Regions from separate parts of the Mus musculus genome. Here regions 2 and 3 are each linked to region 1. A link is a contact called in public Hi-C and HiChIP or PLAC-seq data. All regions are on one chromosome and are shown on one strand. The core of a region is the stretch at or near the end of the contact, and the rest is flanking DNA. Distances in the headings are between cores, read along the strand shown.

Region 1 (3,672 bases), core at 790-3,289:
TCCACCAGAATTAGACACTTCTTAGTTACTGTTCTGTTGCTATGAAGAGGTACTATAACCAAAGCAACTCTTGTAAAATTAAGATTTTTTAAAAATAAATACATCATTTCCTTCCTTCCTTCCTTCCTTCCTTCCTTCCTTCCAACCACAATTTCCCTCCCTCCTTCCCTCCCAGTCTCTTTCCACCTCCCACTGAATTTACTCCTCTGTTTCTTAAAAGAAAGAATTTGATTGTGGGCTTGCTTACAGTTTCATAGGATTAGTCTATTATCATCGTGGTGGGGCATGGTGGGGATATTTCCAGAGTATGATGCACTCACAGTGCTGGGGCAGTAGCTGAGAGTTACATCCTGGTCTATAGGCTGAAACAAACAGACAGATAGACAGACAAAAGATAGAGAGAGGAGGGAGTTTATACTTGTTACTGTGAGTCTAGTCAAAGATGCATAGCTGGGGAAACGGTAGGTCTTCAGGAGGAGCCTACTACTGTTGAGTTAAATGTTGTCTCCTAAATATTTGTTTATAGTCACAGAGTGGCACAGTCCTCAGTTTTGGTCAGAAAAATCTCCTTTTGTAGCAAATGACAGGTAATGCAAATGACCATGGCTGGTCGAGGTGCTGAGTGTGACTGTCTCAGATCATATCACGCCCTTTCAAAGCTCAGGGGAACACCATAGGAGGAGGAGCAGAAAGAACGTAAGAACTGGATGGAGGGGAGGAGGGTTGTGGACCCACACGGCATGGCCGTTGCAATCAGAACTCACAACTGCAGCTATTTGCCCAGGACCTGCACAACACTGGATCCCCAGCAACATTCAGTCATGGATGGGGGAGGTGTCCCGGGACATTGCTAAAATTCCCTCCTAGGAGACAGAAGCAAAATCTACACCTCCTCCCAAATAAACTGAGGTATGATTCTGCGGAAGATCCTTCTGGGGGAACCGGTGAGGTCAGTGAGCTTCCTGACAACGCATACACAGGTCAGGGGGTACTTACCAGATAGGGGTATGAATGATGCTTTTCCCCAAAGACCACAGCTGGAGACCACACCTCAACCAGCAGGGATGAGGGCCTCGCCAGTAGACGGGTAGCTGGAACCTACTTCCCTGACTACATACTCTAGTCCTTCCCTGAGGTCATGTTCAGTTTAGGCAGAATTGCATATAACAGGAGGTAGGGTGCAGCTGGACACCCAGGAGAAGGTCTTGTGACCCTCCTTGTTACTCCATGAGGAGACAGATAAGTCCAACGGAGGCCAACTTTTTACAAAGGGGCCAACTGAACTCCCCAGAGATGGTATATGCACACAACATGGGGCCTGGTTTCCTTCCTGAAAGCTAGCCGCTGAGAGCCGCTGAGAGAGAAGTCATACTCTTCAGGTGTATAGTCATTGGTGAGTTATCTATGCTCCTGCGGATAGCTCCGCAGTCATTTCCATGTGAGCAGCCTGTGAATCACCAAGAAAGACTACCGAATGAGAAGGTGTTGAGGAGGGGGTGGGGGCGAGCAAGGAAAGGCAAACAGAGGGAGGAGAGAGTGACACAATTGCAACCGGTGATTTTTCTTTCTTTGTTTTTGAGATAGGGCCTCACTCTGTAGCCTCGGTTGGCCTGGAACTAATTAGCGATAGAGCAGACTGGCCTCGAATTTGTGACAAATCTCCTGGCTCTGGCTCCAGAGCGGGAGATTTCAGACACTGTCTCCAGAGTGGGGATTCACAGGCACATACCACTAGGCCCAGCTCTTTACTTTGATCTTGCAAGAGTTTTACAATTGAAGCAGTTAAGGCTCAGGTTAGTAAATTGGCTAGAGTCTAAGAATTCTGCCTTGTTTTGACCTCTGATTCACTGGCTGGACGGATGGGAGAAGAACCGCCTCTCTCCACGCTCCCTCCTAGTCGAGTGCCAGGGGTCCAAAGGCCACAGTGCACAAAATTTATGATTTTTGAGGCAGAGATCAGCCTTGCTCCCGCTCCGCTCAACGCCTCGAGCTAGGCTCCGCCCCTAAGTTTCAGCCCCCAGCAGGTTCATGAATATTCAAATAAGAAGATATTTAAAGACGCCGGCGCCAGGCGTAGATCCCTGCCCCGCGCCGCCCGGCCCCCTTCACTGAGTTCATCAGTCCTAGCGGAAGCGCCGCCAGCATGTCTGATAAACTGCCCTACAAAGTCGGTGAGTCCCAAGGGTTCAGTCCTCCGTGGCGACTCGGCTCCCGTCCTGGGTTTGTTGTCAGTACCGACCTGCGTCTTGTTTAGGTGGCGGCTTCGGGGCGCCCCGGGACCCCTAGAATCGCTGGCCTGGCCGCGCAGGTGCCCGGGGATTGGAGTCCACACGCCGCCGAGAGCCAGGAGTGGGAAACGGCCGCGGACTACAAGTCCCGGCGTGCCCCGCGGTAGGCGCCCAGAGCGGCAGCGCGGGCTGTGATCTTTGGTCGGGCAGCGTGCTCCTGTCGGAGAGACTGGCCATTGGGAAGCGGCCCTAGAGGCCCAGACCCTGGCCCTGGCGTTTGGCGGCTTGGGTGGCCCCTAGCAAGGGCCCACCGTCTTCTGGGCCTTGAGCAGGGCCGGAGAGAGCATCAGTGTTCTAGGTGCTAATGAGGAGAGGCCTGGAAACGGCTAGTCTCGGTGCAACGGGAACTTAGGGTCCCATCTGCTCAATCTCTGGGATATCTAGTGGATGTCTAGAAAATTTGGAGTGGTTAGAAATTACTGTTCGTTTTGTCCCGATTATAGAAAGCTGTCTGAGTAAACACACCTTAACTTGAGCGTTTACAGTGGGATGGGCACTGCCTTATAGCATTATTCTAGACTAACCCGTCTTATTATTGTAGCTCTCCATGGAAGGAACGGTTTTATGTTTACAATGAATATCCAGAGGTATAAAGGGCATTTTCCCAGAATCTTGTAACTGGAAAGCAGCTGGTTAGAATTTGGACTCAGGACATCATGACCTCTAAGCTCATCTCTTCCACTGCTGTCTGTATACAAGGCAATACACTTGAAACAACCCTAATGGAATTTCAACACAATCCAATTCAAACTGTGCCTAGTGACACAAGCTTGTAATCCCAGCCCTGCTATCACTACTGAGGCCAAGGAATCGATCAGCTCATTTCAGAGGTCAGCCTGGGCATACAGTGAATTCCAGACCAACCTGGACAAGATGGGGAGACCCTATCAAAACAAAACTACAAACCAAACAAACAGAAAAACAAAGCAATTCAGGCTGGTTAGCTTTTAAAATAATTTCAATACTCTATTAAATTGGAAAGGGTCCTCAAAGGGAGATGAATGCTATCCCATTACACAGGAACCTAGGGAAGTGGCTTTGCAAATTCTTATTAAGATAGTTAATCAGCCAGCAGGGCAGTTTATTGTCTCCACTGGGTAGATGCTAAGACTGAAGCCCAGAGAGGTTTAAGTCAGTGTTGTCTTGGCGGAAGAGCTAGAATGGAGGCTCGACATACTGTGTAGGGAGGGATTGGGAGGGGGGGGGACCACAGATTGTATGGATGAAGATTGGGAGGGGGGGACCACAGATTGTATGGATGAAGATAAGGCTGGGTTCTTGCCTGTGTAAGGGTGGAGGCATGATTTGCCCATCAAGTAGGGTATGCTGTATGCTAGACCTTACTCGTTTGGCATTTCCTATGATCCTTGGGCTCAGGTTCAAG
Region 2 (3,721 bases), core at 825-3,324, 41 kb after region 1:
TTGATCCCCTTGCAAGTGCTAGATTGCAGGTACCACCTAGCTGGTTTGCTATTGTCCCTGAAATAAAATCCTCATTTCCTATAATGCCTTACTACTTTCCTTGAGTTCATTTAATAGAGTCCCATTCTAAACCATCGTGTTACAGACACATGGTACTTTCTGTTGGTGGGGTATACCAGTCGCTCAAATCTTTGCCCTCGACCCTTAGTGTTCTCTCCCTGGCACTGAGTCTGACTCCTCTACCCCTTTACGTGGCTGGATCGCTGGCCAACTCTGATACCCCTACCGTCTCCTTCTTTGACTATTAAATATAAAGTGTCCTTCTTTCTCTATTCCATTCCATTCCATTCCTCCTCTGCCCCGGCTCACTAAAGATTGAACATCGGGCTTCATGCAGTCTAGACAAGCCCTATATCACCGAACCTTAAACAACCAAGGAGACATCTCCCTCTTTTGTTTTGCATTGTTTTGTTTTGAGGCAGAGCCTCCCTCTATCCTAGGTTGACCTGGAACTCATTTGATAGTTCAGGCTGCCCTTAAACTCACAGCCATCTTCTTACCCCAGCCTCCCAAGAGCTGAGATTTTAGGCAGGAACTACTGCCAGCAACTCAGCTTGTTTTGTAAATCATGGTGACCTGAAACTGGATAATCAGGAAGTCCTGATCCTCCTGCCTCTATTTCCCAAGTGCTGGGACTATAAGACTGTACCACCATACCCAGTTGATGCAATATTGGGGGATCAAATCCAGGGCTTCCTGCATTCTCCACACGTTCTACCATTGACTGACATCCCCAGCTTCAAGAGACCTGTTTTAAATAAGCTCCAGGGTGATTGTGATTTGTAAGAGACACGGGTTGGGTTTCTCCACCCTGATTCGACAGATAAGGAAATGGAGGTGCAGAGTAGGAGGGAAGGTAGAAACACAGATGTCCAGCTCGTTGTAGTGTGCTCCCGTTGTACGAAAACTCAAACTATTTACTCAAAACAAAACAACAACAACAACAACAACAACAAAACAGGATTGTGAATCATAGTAGCTACCATTTGCTGAGAGCCTTCTTCATGGCAGGCTCTGTTGTAGGTAATTATATGCATTTAACCCTCTTCAAAAGGTATAGCTAGCGCTTGGGTCGGGAGTGATGACTCAGTAGTTAAGAGTGGTGCTGTTGCAGAGGACCAGGTTCAGTTCCCAGCACCCACATTTCAGATCACAATTATATAACTTCAGTTCCAGGGGACCCAACACCCTCCTATGACCTCTGAGGATGCCTGTGCATGTGTAGTATACACACACACACACACACACACACACACACACACACACACACAAACACAGCTACAGACTGGGACCACGGGAGATGGAAATGGCTCAGTGGGTAAAAGCACTCTCTGTGTGAGCCTAAAGACCTGTGTTTGATTTCTGAAACCCATCTACAAAGCTGGATGCTGTGTTACCCCATCTGTAACCCGGGCACTCCTATAGAGGGATGGGAGTCAGAGACAGAGGAATTAGCCAAGGCTCGGGGCTAAGAAGCGTGGAGAACAGCGCAGCAGGAGGAACAAGAGAGGCCCTGCCTCCTCAAGGCAGAAGGAGAGAACCAACTCCCAGAGACAGCCTTGGATCTCCACACTCATATGCCACACCCTCTCATGAACTTTGAAAAATAGACAAAAATGTAAAAGCTACCTATTCCATGGTGAAAATGGGAACTCAGTGCACAAGGTTACCGAAGCATCACAGCAGAGGACGAAGTCAATAGTAAATCTGACTCCAGAGCTACGAGATTAGCTCCGCCCTTTTCCTGAAGTGTAAGAGAAGGAAGATCACCAGCCCAAGAGACGACGACGACGTTCCTCCTCTGCACGCAATCCCAGCATGTGTGTGTGTGTGTGGGGGGGGGGGGTGGTGGTAGGCAAGAGGCTCACGACTTTGAAGGCGTTATGAGCTACACAGTGAGACTGCCTCAAACAAGACAAAAAGACAAAAACAATCTCCCACAACGAAACAAAACAAGCTGTCAAAGAACCTGCAATCCCAGCATTCTGCGCACACGAAGGCTGTATATAGTTCAAAGACATCCTCGGCTGTGTGTGACTCTGTCTCAAAGATGAGAACCAGAACAACCTAAAACCTCTCCAGGCTGTAGTTTGCTGTCCTGGCCAAGTCCAGCTTGTTATGAAAGAAATTAAAACAAAACAAAACCAGAACAGCTGCTCTTCAGCTCTATCCACACAGGGGATGCTGTCTGTCAGATGACTGAAGAGGTGCCAGCGAAAGAAGAGTTCCTCTCGCTGCCGATGGGCTCTCAGGGATGGGCTCTCAGGGATGGGGCTCCCCTTCTGAGAAGCACGCTTCTCTGACCCCCTCATCAGGAATTAGACTGAGTCAGAAATGTGTCTGCTGGTTGAGAGGCCAAATCTGAAGTCTGCAGTCAGAAGGGGCTGGCAGAGGGAAGCAGGTCTCTCTCTCTCTCTCTCTCTCTCTCTTTTTCTCTCTCTCTTTCTCTCTCTCTCTCTCTCTCTCTCTCTCTCTCTCTCTCTCTCTCTCTCTCTCTCTCTCTCTCTCTCTCTCTCTCTCTCTCTCATAGTTGAGCCAAGCAGCAGAGTCGGAAGGAGAAGGACTTCTTTCTTCCCAAGACTTTTTTCCTGATCAAAATTTCAGCTAGGTCCCTCTGGGCCTGTTTACTTATCAGGGCTTTGATCTTGACCCAGGTTTAGTAAGAGTCCTGTCAAGTCAGTTTAGCAACCTCCCACTGTCTGATACTGCCTAAGCTCCTAACCCCCCTTGCCCGCCGTTAGCAAATATTCCATTATGTTAACACGAATCTCCTTACTGTTGGTATTTCCTCTAAGGAAGTTGTTTTCAACCTTCCTAAGGCTGCAACCCTTTAATACAGTACTTCATGTTGTGGTGACCCCCACCTATAAAATTATTTCATTGTTACTTTACAACTGAAATTTTTCTAGTTATGAATCATAATGTAAATATCTGTGTTTTCCGATGGTCTTAGGCGACTCCTCTGAAGGGGTCATTCGATCCCCAGAGAGGTTTAGACTCAGGTTGCGAACCGAGGCTCTGGGTGGGTGGTTTTCACCCATCATCTTCCTCATTATCTTTCTTACTCTGTTTTATTCAGTTGCCATTGCTGTATTCAGAGTTGAGCACAGTTCTTTCTTCTATATCAGCACTCTTTTCTTTAGTACTGGGGGTCGAACTTAGGACCTTGCACATGATAGACAAGTACTCTACTTCCACATTACATCCTCAGATCTCTTTTAACTATTTCCAGACAGTTTTTTTTTTTTTATCAGTTGCCTTGACAGGACTTGAACTCATTCTGTAGCCCAGGCTGACCTTGAATTCATGAACCTCTTGTCTTAGCTTCCCGAATATCTAGAATTATAGGCCTTAGCCACCAGGAAGTCTGAAATAATGTTGAATAAACTATTTCTTACCAGGATATATTTTTAACGATACTAAAATGATTTATGGTCTTGAGCAATATCTCTCTGTCTGGACTAAATTGACTAATCTAATCCTTGTGCCTAACGGATTCCAAGAGGAATGCGTGCCTGTGGGGGCTGTGATTATTGAAGAACACAGGCTAAGTAGCAGGCTCTAATCAGAGAGGGCTTTCAGTAGGGTGGAAGCACACTGAATGCCTTTGCTGCCTTCAAGTCAAAGGCAGCTGACATAGCCTGGATCACACATTAATCAA
Region 3 (3,860 bases), core at 1,047-3,546, 61 kb after region 1:
GGTGCAGAAAGAAGTCTGGTCACAACTGGCTACAGTGAACGAGCTGGGTACCCCAAGGACATCTTACCAGTTCCAGCTAAAGATCTGATCTGCGTACACCTGCGTCATGCTGAGACCCTCAAGCCTCACTAGAAGGGTCCCTGCCTAGTTCTGTTTACTAATCTGCCTTATTCTGTTTTTGTTCCCATGTTAAAGATAGAGTAAATGCAGTATTCTCCACATAGAGATATAGACTTCTGAAATTCTAAGATTAGAATTACTTACAAGAAGAAGTGGGGAATGAAGAATGAAAAATTACTGGCCTCTTGTAAGAACATGAATTTTTTACCTCGGAGCCCACCCCCTCCCATCTAGAGATTGTTCCCAGAACACTCCTAAACTTTTCACCCCAAAACTCCTCACCCTAAAGTTCGAACCCTCCCAACTAAAAACTGTTCCAAGAACATTTTTGAGATAAAGGCCTCCTGGAACAACCTCAAAATGAACCAGGTACTCCTTAGTTACGTAGGTTCCTTGATAGGACATGACTCCTTAGTTACGTAGATTCCTTTGGCAGAACTCCCTAGTGATGTAAACTTGTACTTTTCCTGCCCAGTTCTCCCCCTTTGAGTTTTACTATATAAGCCTGTGAAAAATTTTGGCTGACTGTCGAGACTCCTCTACCCTGTGCTAAGGTGTATGAGTTTCGACCCCAGAGCTCTGTGTGCTTCCATGTTGCTGCTTTATTTCGACCCCAGAGCTCTGGTCTGTGTGCTTTCATGTTGCTGCCTTATTAAATCTTACCTTCTACATTTTATGTATGGTCTCAGTGTCTTCTTGGGTACGCGGCTGTCCCGGGACTTGAGTGTCTGAGTAAGGGTCTCACTTCGGGGGTCTTTTATTTGGTGCATTGGCCGGGAATTCGAAAATCTTTCAAGGCAAGTACCCTATCGACAGAGCTGTGGAACAGCCTCTCTCAATTCCTTTCACTTGGAGGGTGTTGTGAACTCCCTAAGTGTGGCCGAAGTCAGTGATCTTCTCAGCAGCTTCCACAACTTTAAAGCAGAAGGAGGGAGGAGGCTTGGATGGCAGATGCAATTTCCTGCTGGAAAGAATCAAGTCAGAACCGAAGAGAGTCGGCTGAGCAAACCTTCAGAATACACACGAGACCTCTGGGGACAGCATGAGCGCCACCAGAGCACTGGATGCTGGGGCTGAGATGCTCTTGGTCCATAAGATCTCCCTCAAACAAAGAAAACCAAGCGTGACATTAATGTGTCCTCCATTCAGCCACCCACGCCTCTCCAAAGCAAACAGTGGAACAAATATCCAACGTCACTGAGACACAGCAGACTCAGCCACAGTTGCAGGCATCACTCAAGCTTCCATCTAATGGACATTTAGTCGAACTGGGTATCAAGTCTAAAAATATTCAACACATATAAAGGCAAAGGCAGGTTGCAATAAATGACATTTGGGTGATTGGCTTTTACTGTAATGAGTACAAAGTGAACTAATTTAATCAGACAGATGGATTCCTAAGTGCTAAATTTTGATCTGTATGAATGGGTTGAACACAGATCCTACAAGCAACTCTGAAGAAAATATAAAGCAGCATTCCAGTGTGACTCTGGGTCAAAGTTGACACCAAGGAGTTCTTCTGAGAATACTATGCTTTTTATGGTTTTACTGCTAGGGAATGGCAAAGCAGGGTAAAGAGAACTGGGGGTTGCAGGGGAGATACTTGGCTAGTCAGCAAAATGTTGCTTACATCCTCAGTGTTAATCTCTTAACAGCTCTGACCTCCATCTGTGAATCAAATAGACCCGTTTAACTTTCCAAGAAACGAGGAAGAACTTCTTTCCACATCTGGAAGCAAAGTTGCCAACTGAATTCCTACGCATCCCACAAAAGAGTAAAGGCCATCTAACCAAGGAAGCTTGCCGCAAGCTGTTGTTTGCTACTTAAAATGTAAGAACAAGAGAACAACTGGTCATTCTATAAACATTATTCCAAATTTCACTCTGTCTCAAGAGCAAGATGCTGATAGATTCACGTTGAAAAGGAGTGAAAAGCAGCAAGCAGGAGAGAAGAGCATATTCCACAGTACAGTTCAAGTTAGGACCAGGGTTTGTGTTATAGCCAGGTCTCCCGCAGCCCAGGCTACCTGAAAGGGAACCATACAGAAGGAGGAGATAGAACCCCAAAGCCAACAAAACCGAGACAACAGGTTCCTCCTACTTACAGCACAAGTGACTCTACTCCGCATCAGCTCCCCTAAGGGAAGCCAGGCCAGAATGTCTTTCCTGTCCTTGAATGGCAGAGGCAAGGAGCATTGCTGTGAGACATTTTTAAAGACCCCCAGAAGTCCCTGGTAGCTGCCTTCCCCATCTTACCCCTTTGCTTTCAGCCCAGTAGGTTCAGACTCGTCCCAGAGGCCACAAGTTTTGTGGTCTGCGCTCCCTATATTTCTCCCGAGTCTTAGGAACTGAAATTGGTGTTGACATGGAGGTTAGGGGAGGATGGAAGAGAAGGGGATGCACTGAGGTTACTCTATAGAAAGAGTTAATGAGGATTTAATTCAGAATTAACCCCAGGGGACACAGAGAAACCTAGGCCTAGTAACTTGACCTGGAAAAACAAATCCCATCAAGGCACGGCTTAATTGAACTTCCCTGGGAGAGTCTGGGTGGGCTAAGGAACAGTTGGTAGAGAAACTAAGCCAACTGGGTAGGCAGATGGCTGAGGCCTGGCCTGCACGATTGGTAGACTCTCTTAGGGAATTACCAATATTGGTCTCATAATTTTCAAATTTCTCAAATTTTCACCACCGGAAGGAGCGGTTCTTGAGCTGACTCTGAAGGATTAGGCTGCGGCTCTCCGCTCTTCTCTGGGTTTTTCCTTGAACAAGCTAAAATTTATAAGGTCACAATTTATGACCCTCTGGATGATGTGAATCCTTTTGTTTGTTTGTTTGTTTGTTTGTTTGTTTGTTTGTTTGTTTGTTGAGACAGTGTCTTATGTAGCTCAGGCTAGACCAAAGGTGGCTTTTACTCCAGATTCTCCTGATCCTGCTTTTATCTCCAATGTGCTGGGATTACAGGCATTAGCACAGGATAGATGTGGACTACAAACATGTATATATGTGTGTGTGTGTGTGTGTGTGTGTGTGTGTGTGTGTGTGTATGTGTGTTTGTATCTGTGACTCTCTCTCTCTCTCTCTCTCTCTCTCTCTCTCTCTCTCTCTCTCTCTCTCTCTCTCTCTCTCTCTCTCAGATCTTTGAGACACTGAACAGGGATCTTGCCAGTTTAGCTAGTCTGACTGGCCAGGCCAGTAAATCCCAGGCATCCTCTTGTTTCTGATTCCCATGGTGCCATGGTAACAGATGTGCACCGGCACAGCCAGCCTCACAGGTGTTGGGAATCTGAACTGGGGTCTTCTTGCTTGGAAAATTGTCTGCTCAACATCCATACCCCCTTTCCAAGACTGTCCTAGGCTGTCCCCAAACTCCCCGTGTCCCCGAGAATGATCTCCTTGAACTCAGCCATGGCTCCCTGTCTTTTCTTTACATTTTTCTGGAAACATTGCATATAGCTATATTGTGTACACACACACACACACACTTTGCTGAAATTTGCTGATTTTCTCTTTGCTGAAAATTTAGTAGAACTTATCAATCTAGATTGATCAGAGTACATTATTTACAATATAGCCTATTACTCAATTTATTTTAAGGTTTTTCTTCCTTCTATCTACTTCTCACGGTTTCCACATTTGTTGGCTTGAGATTGTCTGCATATTTAAACTCTTTATTACCTATCATAGGATGTCTAGCAGTCTGAGGCAGGACGCCAGGAGCAAGAGTCTTCTGTTTGTTTGA

The links. A called contact is a pair of places that touch in the nucleus more often than the background predicts. HiChIP or PLAC-seq counts read pairs in DNA pulled down with a chosen protein or histone mark.
Region 2: a contact with region 1 is called in a Hi-C map of muscle stem cells, with 2.0 times the contacts expected there. The contact joins the enhancer-like site here to the promoter of Ahcy in region 1. A contact is called at or near these places in 1 of 39 promoter capture datasets (pre-B cells), 1 of 15 datasets of contacts at CTCF or cohesin (CD8 T cells), 8 of 484 Hi-C or Micro-C datasets (CD8 T cells, Sertoli cells, Th1 cells and 5 more), 6 of 115 datasets of contacts at active chromatin or transcription factors (the 230-238 cell line, CD8 T cells, embryonic stem cells and 1 more) and 3 of 9 other capture datasets (adipose tissue, liver and pancreatic islet).
Region 3: a contact with region 1 is called in an H3K27ac HiChIP or PLAC-seq map of embryonic stem cells, with 7 read pairs. The contact joins the promoter of a here to the promoter of Ahcy in region 1. A contact is called at or near these places in 2 of 39 promoter capture datasets (the HPC-7 cell line and HPC-7-derived erythroid cells), 1 of 15 datasets of contacts at CTCF or cohesin (CD8 T cells), 4 of 484 Hi-C or Micro-C datasets (CD4 T cells, CD8 T cells, embryonic stem cells and 1 more), 7 of 115 datasets of contacts at active chromatin or transcription factors (CD8 T cells, the HPC-7 cell line, effector CD8 T cells and 2 more) and 2 of 9 other capture datasets (adipose tissue and liver).

Annotation. Positions count from the first base shown.
Region 1 is chr2:155,072,864-155,076,535 of GRCm38.p6, reverse strand. Ahcy (S-adenosylhomocysteine hydrolase) reads left to right here and starts at 2,039. Exons shown (of 10, transcript NM_016661.3): 1 at 2,039-2,171. The coding sequence starts at 2,144. It overlaps Gm39966 (a long non-coding RNA gene), which reads left to right and starts at 2,362. Exons shown (of 2, transcript XR_866885.2): 1 at 2,362-2,586; 2 at 2,830-3,672. Gm45609 (a long non-coding RNA gene) reads right to left here and starts at 2,024. Exons shown (of 3, transcript XR_001783519.2): 1 at 1-2,024.
Region 2 is chr2:155,031,639-155,035,359 of GRCm38.p6, reverse strand. The region is part of intron 1 of a (nonagouti); the gene reads right to left. Among named protein-coding and RNA genes, the nearest start is that of Gm39965, 12 kb to the left of the region's middle. Within about 2 kb of position 2,074, at least 21 of the 459 cell types and tissues checked have an H3K27ac peak or open chromatin away from gene starts, as enhancers often do. A contact at or near this core is called in CD8 T cells, Th1 cells and muscle stem cells, where this site is marked.
Region 3 is chr2:155,012,006-155,015,865 of GRCm38.p6, reverse strand. It overlaps a (nonagouti), which reads right to left and starts at 2,296. Exons shown (of 4, transcript NM_015770.3): 1 at 2,225-2,296.